2 separate regions of the Ovis aries genome follow, and region 1 is linked to region 2. A link is a contact called in public Hi-C data. All regions are on one chromosome and are shown on one strand. Each heading gives the region's core, a stretch centred on a gene start, on an enhancer-like site or on the middle of the called end of the contact. The rest is flanking DNA. Distances are from core to core; before and after follow the strand shown.

Region 1 (6,096 bases), core at 3,167-5,666, 140 kb after region 2:
AGTGTTTGGTCTCCTTAAACATCTTTAAGAAATGTCTTGCTTATCCGAGAAAATGACACACTCTTCAGCTAACATATTCACTCAGATGAGCATCCCAGATTAACAGTTACTGTCACCTAAAAGAAAGCAGAGGGCTTCCCTGGTGGTCCAGCAGTTAACAATCTGCCTGCCTATGGAGGGGACACAGGTTCAGTCCCTGGTCCGAGAAGAGCCCACAAGTTGCCACAGGGCAACTAAGTTCCAGGCGCTCTAGAGCCCAGGAACTAAAACTACTGAGCCCATGGGCTGCAACTATGAAGCCTGCACACCCCAGCGCCTGTCCTCCGCAACAAGAGAGACCACCACGAGAAGCCCAGGCACCACCACCATAGACTACCCCTCTCGCCGCAACTAGAGAAAGCCTGAGTGCATCAGCGAAGACCCAGCACAGCCAGAAATAAATTTTTTTACAAAAATAAAGCTGACTCTGCAGGGAGAGACCAAAGAATAGGAATTATTCACCTGCGCCCAACAAAGCGGAAAAAATAAAAGGACGGGGTGGGGGGCTCACTGACCTCTGATAGCATGACAGTGATATCCAGGCAGCGAGCCACCCCGACCCCACCGTATACATTTTTCATATTTTGAACTAACAGATTAAGTTACAAAGAAGTTCTGTCCCAGCCACTCTGTTAATAGAGCTCTTTTGGAAAACACATTTGGGGAAACTCACAAGTGAATATACAGAAGCCTGTGGACAGGAAGAAACTCAAGAACTTGACAATGCTGTTCCACAGGATGAGTTAAAGAGCATTCAGGAATTCCTGGTTGATTAGTATTGAGGCTGCGAGTCCATCCATGCAGCCAATATAATCAAGCACATATTACGTGGCTCTTCCCAGACACGATTTCCAACTACTACGTCCTAAGGCTACACCAGGGATACCAGAAATGTCTTCATCTTTGGCCTGAGGAGTTCAGGGACTGTCTTTGGCAGGGAGCCTTTTGCTGTTTTGGTTCTAGCTGGTAAAGAAGTTGACCTGCGACTTCAGAGTTGTAAGAAATAAGAGTTTTAAGGTCCAAGGAGGACCTGTGAGGATGGGACAAAATCATTACAGGGGTGAAAGAAGCTATGCCCCCCTTAATCAGAGCAAGGAGTAGAGTGAGTTGGGAAGAGCATCTATCTTCTCTGCTCAGGTCACAGAATATTTCTTTAGGGGTGCTTTCTACTTTCTCCTTTAATAGAATAAAAAGATAAATGGGATTTAAGCATGCTGAAAAGAAAGTGGACAACTTTTATGTTCCAAAGAATATGTTTTAATTATCTCTTTTCCAAAGATTCTGATTATATACAGGTTTTTCAGGGACATGTCATGATATAAAAGTGAGCGAGATATGTTTGTTTGTTTTACTAAACATGAAGTACAAGGAAAGTTATCAGAGAAGGTTAAAAAATAATAATAATGTGGAAATTATCCCAGAAATAATGTCATGCCTAACAAATATAACCTGAAACAAATCTATCACCCTTCTCTATACAACCAAGTTATCTTTTTAGTCATAACTATAAAAGAAAACAGTGGCCAGAAAAGGGGCTTTGGCAGGGACTTTTTATTTTATTGAACTCAATACATATATATAACTATGTCAATAAAAAATAAAGAATAGAAAAAAGAAATTTTCATTCAAAAAAGGAGGAAAAGTAATGAATCAAATATCCCTTCAATACTTTAATATATTTTTTAGAATAAAAGGGGAAAAACAGATCTACATACCAGTCTCTCTCTATATATATGATCAATGGATGTGAATTATCTATATACATGATGAATAATATTACCATAATTGAATAAGAAATTTTAACAAAAATGAAATGTCTAAAGAAGTTACAGTTTGGGGAAACTACTAAATCACTGATGTGATATTGATTCTTTTTTTTCTTTCTTTAATTTTAAAACAACTTTTAAAATAAATGTTAATTTTAAAGATGTTACTCAAATTCAAGAAAACACGTCATGTGTAGGCTAAAATACAGACATGGTGATTGAGCTGAACTGAAAAGACGGTGTTTTATCAGGAAGAAACTCAAGAACTTGACGATGCTGTTCCACAGGATGAGTTAAAGAGCATTCAGGAATTCCTGGTTGATTAGCACTGAGGTGCTTTATCAGGCAGGAGGCAGGGAGGTTCCCTCCAATATATAACATCAGTACCAGTGAATGTCTTGTCAAATTACCTTATCCAGGAGTACCTTTAACCCAGGAAACAACTACTTAAGGCAAAGCCCTCCTTTCAGCATTGACCAAATCACAAAGCAAATGCAGAAGTTACATGGGGAAGCGAGAAGATATTTTGCAGGACTGGAGCGACAGTGGAGGTTTTGTGGCCAGGAGGATCCCTACTTCCAAAGTCCCAATTCTCTAAGTAGCAAAAGGAAGAGAAACTCCTGCAGCTGAAATGACTCAAGAAGGAACTTGAGAGAATTTAACATCTCTGCGTGCTTCCTCCCACTGAAGGTTTTTCTGATGAACACAGTATGAAAACACAGCAACCTAAATGGACTCAATGGACTGAACCCAAAGAAAATGTCTTCCTAAGCTCAGAGGGCATCCAAATACTATCAAAACTGTCAAATGCTTGTCTGAATTAAAGATGAGAAAGAAATGGGGGAGGCGAGAAAGTCCATAAGAAACAAAGACCCACTGAAATGCTAAGGCCAAAGATGGAGAATTTGGCTCTGCCAGTTCTTTCTCTGAGTTAATCAAGACTCACCCCCGGCTTTCTAGTCCTGGTGCTTGCTGTTACTTATAGTGCATGGTGGTCCACTTAATTTCTCCCCATCAACAGAAACAATCCCTAAACAGCTAGGATCCACATTCTAGGATCTTTGAATGTGGCACAATTTTCTTGCTTTTTAAGGAAATTATCTCAAATTGTGGTTGGAGGAAAAAAACTGGCTAAGCAGTCTTTTAAAAGTTCAGAACAGTCTAAATTATGGGTTTGGACACACAAGAAGAAGAAAGTTTTGTTTTAATCTGATTTTAAACTGAATTAGTCAAGGCTGCTACAAACATGAACTATGTAATTAGAGTAATCTACTCAGTTAATACATCTACAATAAAGGAAAATACATTCAGAACAAAGGGCAGATACTCAAAAGCTTTTTTTCTACTTTCTCCACTACTATTTTTTTTTACTTTTGCAACAGGAAACACAAATACTATATTGCATATTTAGTACACAAAAAAAATACCTGATAGTAAATAAACTTAAAATTCTATTTCTTACAAAATACACTTATCACTTCTTGTAAAACAAATGGATTCTTCCTGTGGGTGATGGGAAATTGTTTTCGAAGTTTTACTAAATGCACTTATTTATTTTTAATGTAGGTCTCACAAAGGTAAATCAATCACACTAACAATACATGTAACAGGAGGAAATTAATGCTGCCATAATAATCATTTTTTAATGGTTTTAATTTTTACAATCAACTTTTAAATAATAACGTCTTGTCTATTAAACATTTTTAAAAGCCACACTTCATGGAGTTATTATTCTCACTTAAAGTTTAAGACTGAAAAGAATCACAAAGTTTACTGAAAAGCAGGGAAGGGAAACAAAAATCAAATTTACACTCAAAAAGTGAGGTTTTTTATTATGTCATACCAGCAGAAATGGGGCATAAGTGAGCAAGTTTTAGAAAAAAGAAAGCCATGATGCTTGTGAGTTTGAACTTGAACTTGGAAAGTCTCTCTGATGCTCAGCCTAACATCAAATTAACAGGAGCATCCCAGTTTCAAAATACAAAGAGAACATATACTCTCAAAATGACTTTTTTTTTCATTGAACTTGAAACATAAAAAGCTATGTCAAACACAAAAAGTACACAGTGAATATAACTTTAGGGAACAAATAACTAACTCGTTTAACAAGGAACCAGTTTTCAGAGTTGGTGAAAGAAAGCCGGATTAAGTGATGCATATTAATCACTTCAAGGAAGGTGATTAAACTGAAAAGATTCCATTGGTCCATTAAATATTAAAATGCAGCATGATGAACACAGCTGCTTTAAAGCCTTGACAATAAATATTAACTTATTCCTCATACAAATTACATGTAAGATGAGGGTTTTATAATACTGGCAGCAAAGTTGCTGTTCCAACAATAAGCAGGCAATATTGTTCCTACGTGCTTACAAGAAAAGGTCCTAAGAAGGGAATTTTCAAGTGCGTGTAAAATGTGGTCGGGAACTGGAAGTTGGGACATGGAAAAATTGAAAGGAGTGCAGGTCATTCACTTACCAGTAAGTGATATAAAAATAATCAACTCATTCTATGAAAACATAATGTGGAATTAGGTCAGCAACACAGACCCAGAAACCTCCTTCCTGTCCCCACCCCTCGCAAACTACAGCCAAGGCTGACTGCCTCTTCACCACCAGTCCAGTGTGAAATAGCTAACAGAGCAGAGCAGTGAGGTGGAAAGAGCCCCGCCTGCTTCGACAGGGGCTGTGAGTATGGAAACCGATGTGGAAGGTCCTTCAGAGTCACGGCCAGGGAAGCTCAGAGCTCCAAGTGAACGTGTGAGGACGGCTGAGCAGAACAGAAACCACATCCACAAAGAGCTTCTGTTTTGCGCTGCTTGACCCAGAGGCAGCCTCGGAAACTTCTTCCACGTCTCTATCCCCAGAGAATCTGCAAAGAAGAAAGGAAGGAGGCTGCAAAACCCAGCTCTCCTAGGGCTTCCCTGGTGGTTCCGTGGTTAAGAACCTGCCAACAATGCAGGAGACATGGGTTCGATCCCTGGTCCGGGCGGCTCCCACAGGCCACAGAGCAACGGAGCCTGTGTGCCACAACTACTGATCCTGCGGCTCTAGAGCCCAGGAGCCGCAACTACTGAGCACACTTGCCACAACTACAGAAGCCCGAACGTTCTAGAGCTCTGCACCAAGAGAAGCCGCTGCCATGAGAAGCCCGCACAGCTCAAGAGTGTCCCCTACTCATTGCAACTAGATAAAAGCTCACGCAGCAACAAAGACTCAACACAGCCAGAAATAAATACAAATTATTATTATTTTTTTAATCCAGTTCTCCCCACACCATTGCAAGACTCCAGGTGGGCTAGCCACCTAAGAGGCTTTAAATGACAGTGAGCAAAAGGAGGTGTCCTGACTGGTGCTGGTGAAGACCACCGAGAGCAGGGCTGGCTCATCCCACCACCTCCTCGTAACCCCAGCTCCCTCTTCTCTCCTTCCTTCTCCCCACATGCCTGGGGCCTTGCAGGTGTCTGAATAAGGCTGCTGTACCTGTACTCCAGAACTTACCCCACCCTGGACTCCAACTGCGTAAGTCCTATCTGCTTAATTCTGTTGAGGATGCTGGAGAACCAGAAGGTGACATGAATTCACATTCAAGTGTGAATAAGTAACAGGCGTTCTCCCTACCTCAACACTCACCCCCAACTCTTCCACTGTGAAATCAAGTTACTCTCCCAGTCCCTGAGTTTTGGAGACAAGGAACTGGGGGACAGGTGGGGTGAACAGTGATAAATCACACCCCTCCCAGGCCACTGGAAATGGCAAGGAAAAAGCCAAGCATCAAGGTAAGTTGCTGTTCTTATTTTATCTGAGTCAGGTCATCATCATCAATTCCTTGCTCATTGCTGACCTGGGACATTTTTTAATTCCCAGTGTTCGACACTTTTGCCCCACAAAAATAGAGGAATGAATTTACATTTTATAATTTTCTTGACAGTTTTTTCATCACTTTTTACTATAGTGGCCAAAACACCAGCCAGCCCTCTGGTACATGCTAATCCAAACAGAGTTCTGCACCTCGCTACAATCCTCGTGAAAGATATAATTTTCTTTTAACTGACTCATTGGAAAAGACCCTGATGCTGGGAAAGACTGAAAGCAGGAGGAGAAGGGGATGACAAAGGATGAGATGGTTGGATGGCATCACCGGCTCGATGGACATGAGTTTGAGCAAGCTCCGGGAGTTGGTGATGGTCAGGGAGGCCTGGCGGGCTGCAGTCCATGGGGTCACAAAGAGTCAGACACGACTAAGCGACTGAACTAAACTGAACTGAGGATCCAAAACTAAGCAGAAGTGG
Region 2 (6,433 bases), core at 3,764-6,263:
CAATTGTGCCATGACCAGGCCACATGCTTGCCTAACCGGGTATCTAAGAGAAACTGAGCACAGCCCTCTCCCCTTTTATATTACCCCCTTTTTATTTATTTTTAAATGGAGAATAATTGCTTTACGACATTGTGTTGGTCTCCGCTGTACAACAGTGTGAATCAGCCATGAGTACACAGAAGTCTCCTGCCTCTTGGACCTCCCTCCTACCCGCTCCTCCCCACCCCATCCCACCCCTCTAGGTTGTCACAGAGCTCCTGTGTTATACGGCATTTAACAGATGAAGAATTTAAGGCAGAGGGTGGTTACATAACTATCCAACACCACAGCCAGTGTGTTGTAGGGCCAAAATCTGAAGCGAAGTCATCTAGCTCCAGAATTCATACCCAACCATGTTGCAAAACTACCTATGTATGTTCCTAAGGAAATACACCCTCCTCAGACCAAAACAAAGAGTGACCTTTGCTCTGGCTAAAAAAAAAGATTAGCTGCCACTCAGATAGTTACCCAAAGCCACAGACTTAGAATTCATAAGAGACTGAGTCATCACCTTGTCCAATCCCCAGTCCAAAGCATAAATCCTTTCTAGAAACCTCCTGACAGATCTTATTTCTTCTAGCACTGTTGCAAATATCACAACCAATAAAAGGCAGTGTTATTAAATACATACTCGGCACAAGAGTCTCCTGAAAGCTTCGTGTAAGGTATCACATTTAGTCCCCATCAGACAAGAAGCACAGAATCACCATTTTCAGACAAATTTAAGTGTGAAAGGCTCTCAAGTTCTTGGCTTGGAGGGTCCCTCTCCTTCAGACAGCTGAGTCATTGTAGGAAACAGGAGGAAGAGAGAAAAAGGAGTTGGCTCAGTTGACTGGCTGTGAGAAATGACCAGAGGTTCTGGTCAATACAGAGCCACAGTCCCTTTTCTTAAATCTTTGAGGCAGATATGCTTTAGAATCGAGAATTTTTTGGAGCTTAGAAAGCAAATATGGTGAATTACTAAGACCACCAATAGGACCTGGGGACTTATCCCATAACTAAATGTACTAATATTTTATCAAATACTATCAAAGCAAAACACAAATATTCAATCTAAGTGGGATAAACATAATGATCATAAATAACTTCATAAATAACTTCCAGATTGGCTTTGCTGCCAGTGAATTTTGGCACCAAACTTACAGTAAAGTACTTACTTCTCAGAGTTTTGAGAATTAGAATTTTGGATAAGGCACTGTGGACCTGATCAACCTTCCAGCTTCAAACCCAAGAGAAAATCAGTGGTCCTCTCCCATCACTTTCCACTCTCCCTCGATCTGTGTTTGGTTTACTTCCTAACCTTGAGGGAGATCGCCTTTCCTGTTCCTTTCAAACTTCCTCCAGCCATATAATAACGACAGTATTTTGGAAGGAGTTGGCCCAAACTGGTTTCTCTCCCTTACCTACGTCCTTAGGTTTCCCCACCTCATCCACACAGAACTTACTTGGAAGTTCATAAACTTCAGTGTGGGTCACAGTCACCTGAGGAACTTATTAAAACAGTCCTACACGCGGAGGACTGATTCAGTAGGTCTGGGGTGAAGCCTGAGAGCTGCATTTCCGACAAGTTCCCAAGTACATCATGTAGACGGCGCTGGTCCCAGATCACACTTTAAGGACCCACTGCTTTACTTGATGGAGCTTTCTCATACCACACTGAAGTGAAAAAATAAAATAAAAAAACACTCAAACTCATTTTTTATTTTAATAAAGATTATGACCTTTATATAAAGGACCCCCCTAAATGACCCCTATGTAAATCAGATGACTCACAGCTGCCTGCCTGTCTGACACACATAGAGACAGAAAGACAGCTGGATACTTGTGAAAGGCTTGGTTGCCATGGGATTTGGGATGGGGTGTCATCCTGAAAAACCAGGCTAGGCTCTTTACTGGTCTAGGCATCAAAATAGCAATGCTAAAGGGGACTAGGGAGCGGGGTTAGATTTCGATTGTAAAGAAAATTCTTGAATTGAAATTCCTTCCCCAAACCACTGGATACTGTTGCTATGTGAAAAGAACAACTTTGCAAATGATCTTCAAAAGTCATTAAACATGAAAAATACTATTTCCCTGTTAGCATACATTAACTGTCAGTCCACATGGAAACTAGCAGACATAGATTTACTTCCTTTGAGAATCAGGGAAGTTGTACAAACTCTCATGAACTAATCTCTTAATTCCTCTACTTACAGGCCACTTACTAACTTCGAGACATCTCTTTTTCGCACCCATACATTTTTTTCAATTCTATTCTTCAGGCATCTTTATTTTCTAGATCTTTCCCACTAAGTCCAGAAAAATCTTTGTTCTTTTTACTCTGTTTTAATTCTGAGCAGAAAAAAATGGTCAACTTTGAGAAGTAAAATCTAGTACAGATCTATACAAACACAAGAAAACTACCCATGTATAGACTTAGGTACAAGAATCAGTGCCACCAACATCCCAATACAAAAGTATTTTTCTTCTTCATGTTTCTCTAACACCATACTTACTCAAACATCTTAACAATAACTAAAAATATATTTCTAATGAATCTATCATCTCCTTTATAATGCTGACTATTTCAGCTGTATTCATTTTACTTGCTTCAGTTACAAATTTTATTACTTAACCTACCTCACGGCTTTAATAGCTTTTGGAGGGTTGATCTGAAAGTTTATTCATGATTTATACTTTTTTAATAAAGGACATGCATTTTTGCCTCAAATATCTACAAGCTAATCCATTTTTTGTTGAAGGACTAAATGAATTTCTGTAATACTTTAAACATGGGAACATGTATGTAACAAGAGGGACCCTTAATGAATGTATTTTGGCCAACTCATAAATTATCAAGTTGAGCTGTGTGATTATTTACTTTGTAAAAGGACTCTTTGTTTTTCAAAAGAACTAACCAATTTCCTTTAAACAGTCACATGTAAAAGCACATTCTGACTCACATACATTTTCATGCACATAGCGATTGCTAAAAGCAAACGTAAAAAGGAAGTAGAAATGAAAAGTAAGTATCATCACTCTTACTTTAGACCACTCTGCCTCCTTCGATTGACTCCCACTTCCTGACAGAAAAGCTCAAAGCTGGTACCTTCCCATGTGGATGTTAGAATGAACGTCAGCAGACACAGCTGCACACCCCACCACGGCTCAACAGTAAGCAGCCAGGTGAAATCTAGGGCTGCAGATATTTAGTGATGACTTATACATAGGGTCACCAAGAGCAAGAATCAAAATGTCTAAAGAGAGGGGGGAAAAAAGTCTAAAGAGCAAACTGCAGTTGACTCAGAACATGCAAGAAAGTCAGAGACACCAACCCTGTACACAGCAGCAAACGTGAGTATAACTTAGTATAACCAGCCATCTGCACATTCAGTTCCTCTGGAACCAAGGTTCTGCATCTGCAGATACAACCAACCTGGGATCCTGTAGTGTTTACAATTAAAAACTCCGCATGAAAGTGGGCCTGCACGGTTCAAACCAGTATTCAAGGGTCAGACATATTTTTTCCCAAGTATCTTTTCTGAAGCTCACCCTTAAGAGGCAAGAGTTGTATCTCAGAAAGCTCTGTCTCAGTGGAAACCATTCTAAAATTAAGGCCCAAGCCTGCTCTATCCCTCAACTAGCACCCCTGACTCTAATGCTAATTCCAGTTTTAGGGATGGGGCTTAAAAATGAATTTCTTACATTCTCTCTGTTTTATGCCTTAAATGTTCTTTCCTTTTCAGAGAAGGGGACGACCGAGGATGAGATGGCTGGATGGCATCACGGACTCGATGGACGTGAGTCTGAGTGAACTCCGGGAGATGGTGATGAACAGGGAGGCCTGGCGTGCTGCGATTCATGGGGTCGCAAAGAGTCAGACACAACTGAGCGACTGAACTGAACTAAACTATCCTTTAAAATAGAAATTCAACGCTATTTCTAGAAAAGAACCAAGTTGATATTTGCCTCAAAGTTATAGCCCTCCCCCCAACACTTAAAATACCAGTGAACGTGTGTTAGTCATTCAGTCGTGTCCGACTCTTTGCAACCCCATGGACTGTAGCCCACCAGGCTCCTCTGTCTGTGGAATTCTCCAGGCAAGAATACTGGAGTGGGTTGCCATTTCCTTCTCCTTCTCCAGGGGAATCTTCCCAACTGAGGGATCGAACCCAAGTCTCCTGCATTGCAGGCAGATTCTTTATGGTCTGATCCACCAGGCAAGCCCACTCAGGCTACTTGCCTCTGTACAAATAAGCGAAGAATCCCATAATTCACCAATTATCTGCGAATACCTCTAGTAAACAGGGTGTACATCTTGCTCATCCAGACGCTGAAGTGAAATCCTCAGTCGTGTCCGACTCTTTGCGATCCCATGGACTGTAGCCTGCACCAGGCTTCTCCGTCCATAGGATTTTCTAGGCAAGAGTACTGGAGTACTGGAGTGGGTTGCCATTTCCTTCTCCAGGGAATCTTACCGACCCAGGAATCGAACCCAGGTCTCCCGCACTGATAGACAGACGCTTTACCGTCTGAGCCACCAGGGGCATGCAGACACTACTGTGGTGCTATCATATACTCACTGGTATCTACTACGTGGCCAGTGTTTGCTAGGCTGGTGGTATAGACATAACCAACTTGGTCCTTACCCTCAAGGGATACAGCATCTATTAAAAGGGTCTCTTTCTTGGGGTAAACTATTGTCCTTTCTCTGTAGCCCTTTTGATATGCAACGATCCCTGGGTAAAATGAATACTATTACGTGCCATGAATTTGTTCATCGGAACTTTCCTCCCAATCCCAAAGAAGTACCTCTGGAAGAAGGCAGGTTTTAAATAAAACAATTCTCTCAAACCTCTGGAAATAAACACAATGACCCACAGAGCCCAGTTTAAGAGAAACTAAACTCTGGCACCTCAAAGACTCACTTTGCTGCCGCCAGGGTCCTTTCATGACCGAGTCACGCCTCTGCCATTCCTCCAGGGAGACGCTAGATGGCACCAGAAAACCATACAAGCATCCTCGGCTCACGGTGTCTCCTTTCTCATCAAAGCGTCTGGGCGTTTCACAGATAGTGCCTCGAATCTGCCCTCCTAGGTATCATTTTCCTCGGAGAGGAGCTAAAGAAACAAAAATTCACTGATATTCTAACCAAAGAAGCACCTCAACACTCTGATTTAGCTGCGAGGAGCGAGCCATGTGGCTTCAAGGCAACTTCACGATTTTCCCAGCAACTCTCAAGAGTTCTCACTTCTTCAAGTACTAATTAGGTCCAGAATCTCATCTAGCTCCCAGAGAGGAATGGGTGAGAACCAGCCTCCATAATGGATTCGACAGGCTTCTGTGGACTGTGCCGGGTTATCTGTTAATTGCCACTTGCACGCATTTCCCCCTAAGATCAGAGCTGGTCCTGAGGCAAAGCAGGCTGTGGAGGGAGAAGCAGTTTCTCGGCAGAAGGCATGAGGAGCTCTGCCCGGGAATGCAGTGTTTCCATTGAGCTTGGCCAACACACTCAACAGCACACAGTGAGGGAACAGAAGTGTTATTCAGTTTCTAGACACCAGAGATTTGTTCTCCTCACTCTCTGGTTAAAGCGTCACCCCTGAACTTAATTGCAGTCTCAGGCAGAAGCCTCCGCACGCTCATTCCCTATCGTCTCAGCAAACTCCAAGTGAACCTCAGTCCTAAAACAAAACGGTGAAGCAAGTGAAGTCTCTAAAGTCTTCCTCCTCCTCCATACCCTGATTTAACTTCTCTTTCACAGATAATCTTATACCATCACTTTTACACAGTTTGTCCCTGTCAGGTTGGAAAATGAACAGAAAAAAAAGGAGTAAATAGCTTAACATGTTACCCATTCCAGACACATCTACATTTTATAATGACAGTGTTTCATCCAAAGGAATAAATCTCTAATGGCTGAATGTGAGGCATTGTGGAGAGATTTTGTTACCATCTCTTCATACCAGCCAAGTCATCTCTCATAGCTTTTAACAGAAGACCCAGTCAGCTTTTTCTCCTTCTGCCCTCCAACCTCCAACTTTTTCTCTCTGGTCTATGCAACAGATTATACTCTCTGCTTTCCTTTCCTCTTTACCCCTTAGCAATCACACTTTTAACTTTAGAGGAGCTTTCTTTCTGACACTAAACTAAATGTTGACATCTTCCTCCCTCCCTAAATACACATGCTCAACAGAAGTCAAGCTAATCACCATGTTAGTACTAGAACTACAACTTTCTACACTAATTTATAATTTAAAAGCATTCCCATCTGACAGTCAAAGGGAGAAAAATGAGATACAGTGAAATACCTGAGGACACAGTATTGCAGGAAAGGGAACCTCTTCCAGGGTCCGAAACTGGGCTCTTGTCTAACATTCGGAAATGAATTGTCTGAGGAAACACATCTGCTGAC

What was found. A called contact is a pair of places that touch in the nucleus more often than the background predicts.
Region 1: a contact with region 2 is called in a Hi-C map of blood, with 7 times the contacts expected there. The contact joins two enhancer-like sites. A contact is called at or near these places in 14 of 16 Hi-C or Micro-C datasets (blood, hypothalamus, liver and 6 more).

Annotation. Positions count from the first base shown.
Region 1 is chr20:38,567,320-38,573,415 of ARS-UI_Ramb_v3.0, forward strand. All of the region lies in intron 1 of RNF144B (ring finger protein 144B), which reads right to left. Among named protein-coding and RNA genes, the nearest start is that of RNF144B, 40 kb to the right of the region's middle. Within about 2 kb of position 4,417, at least 3 of the 54 cell types and tissues checked have an H3K27ac peak or open chromatin away from gene starts, as enhancers often do.
Region 2 is chr20:38,429,673-38,436,105 of ARS-UI_Ramb_v3.0, forward strand. No RefSeq gene overlaps it. Among named protein-coding and RNA genes, the nearest start is that of TRNAS-GGA, 23 kb to the left of the region's middle. Within about 2 kb of position 5,014, at least 7 of the 54 cell types and tissues checked have an H3K27ac peak or open chromatin away from gene starts, as enhancers often do.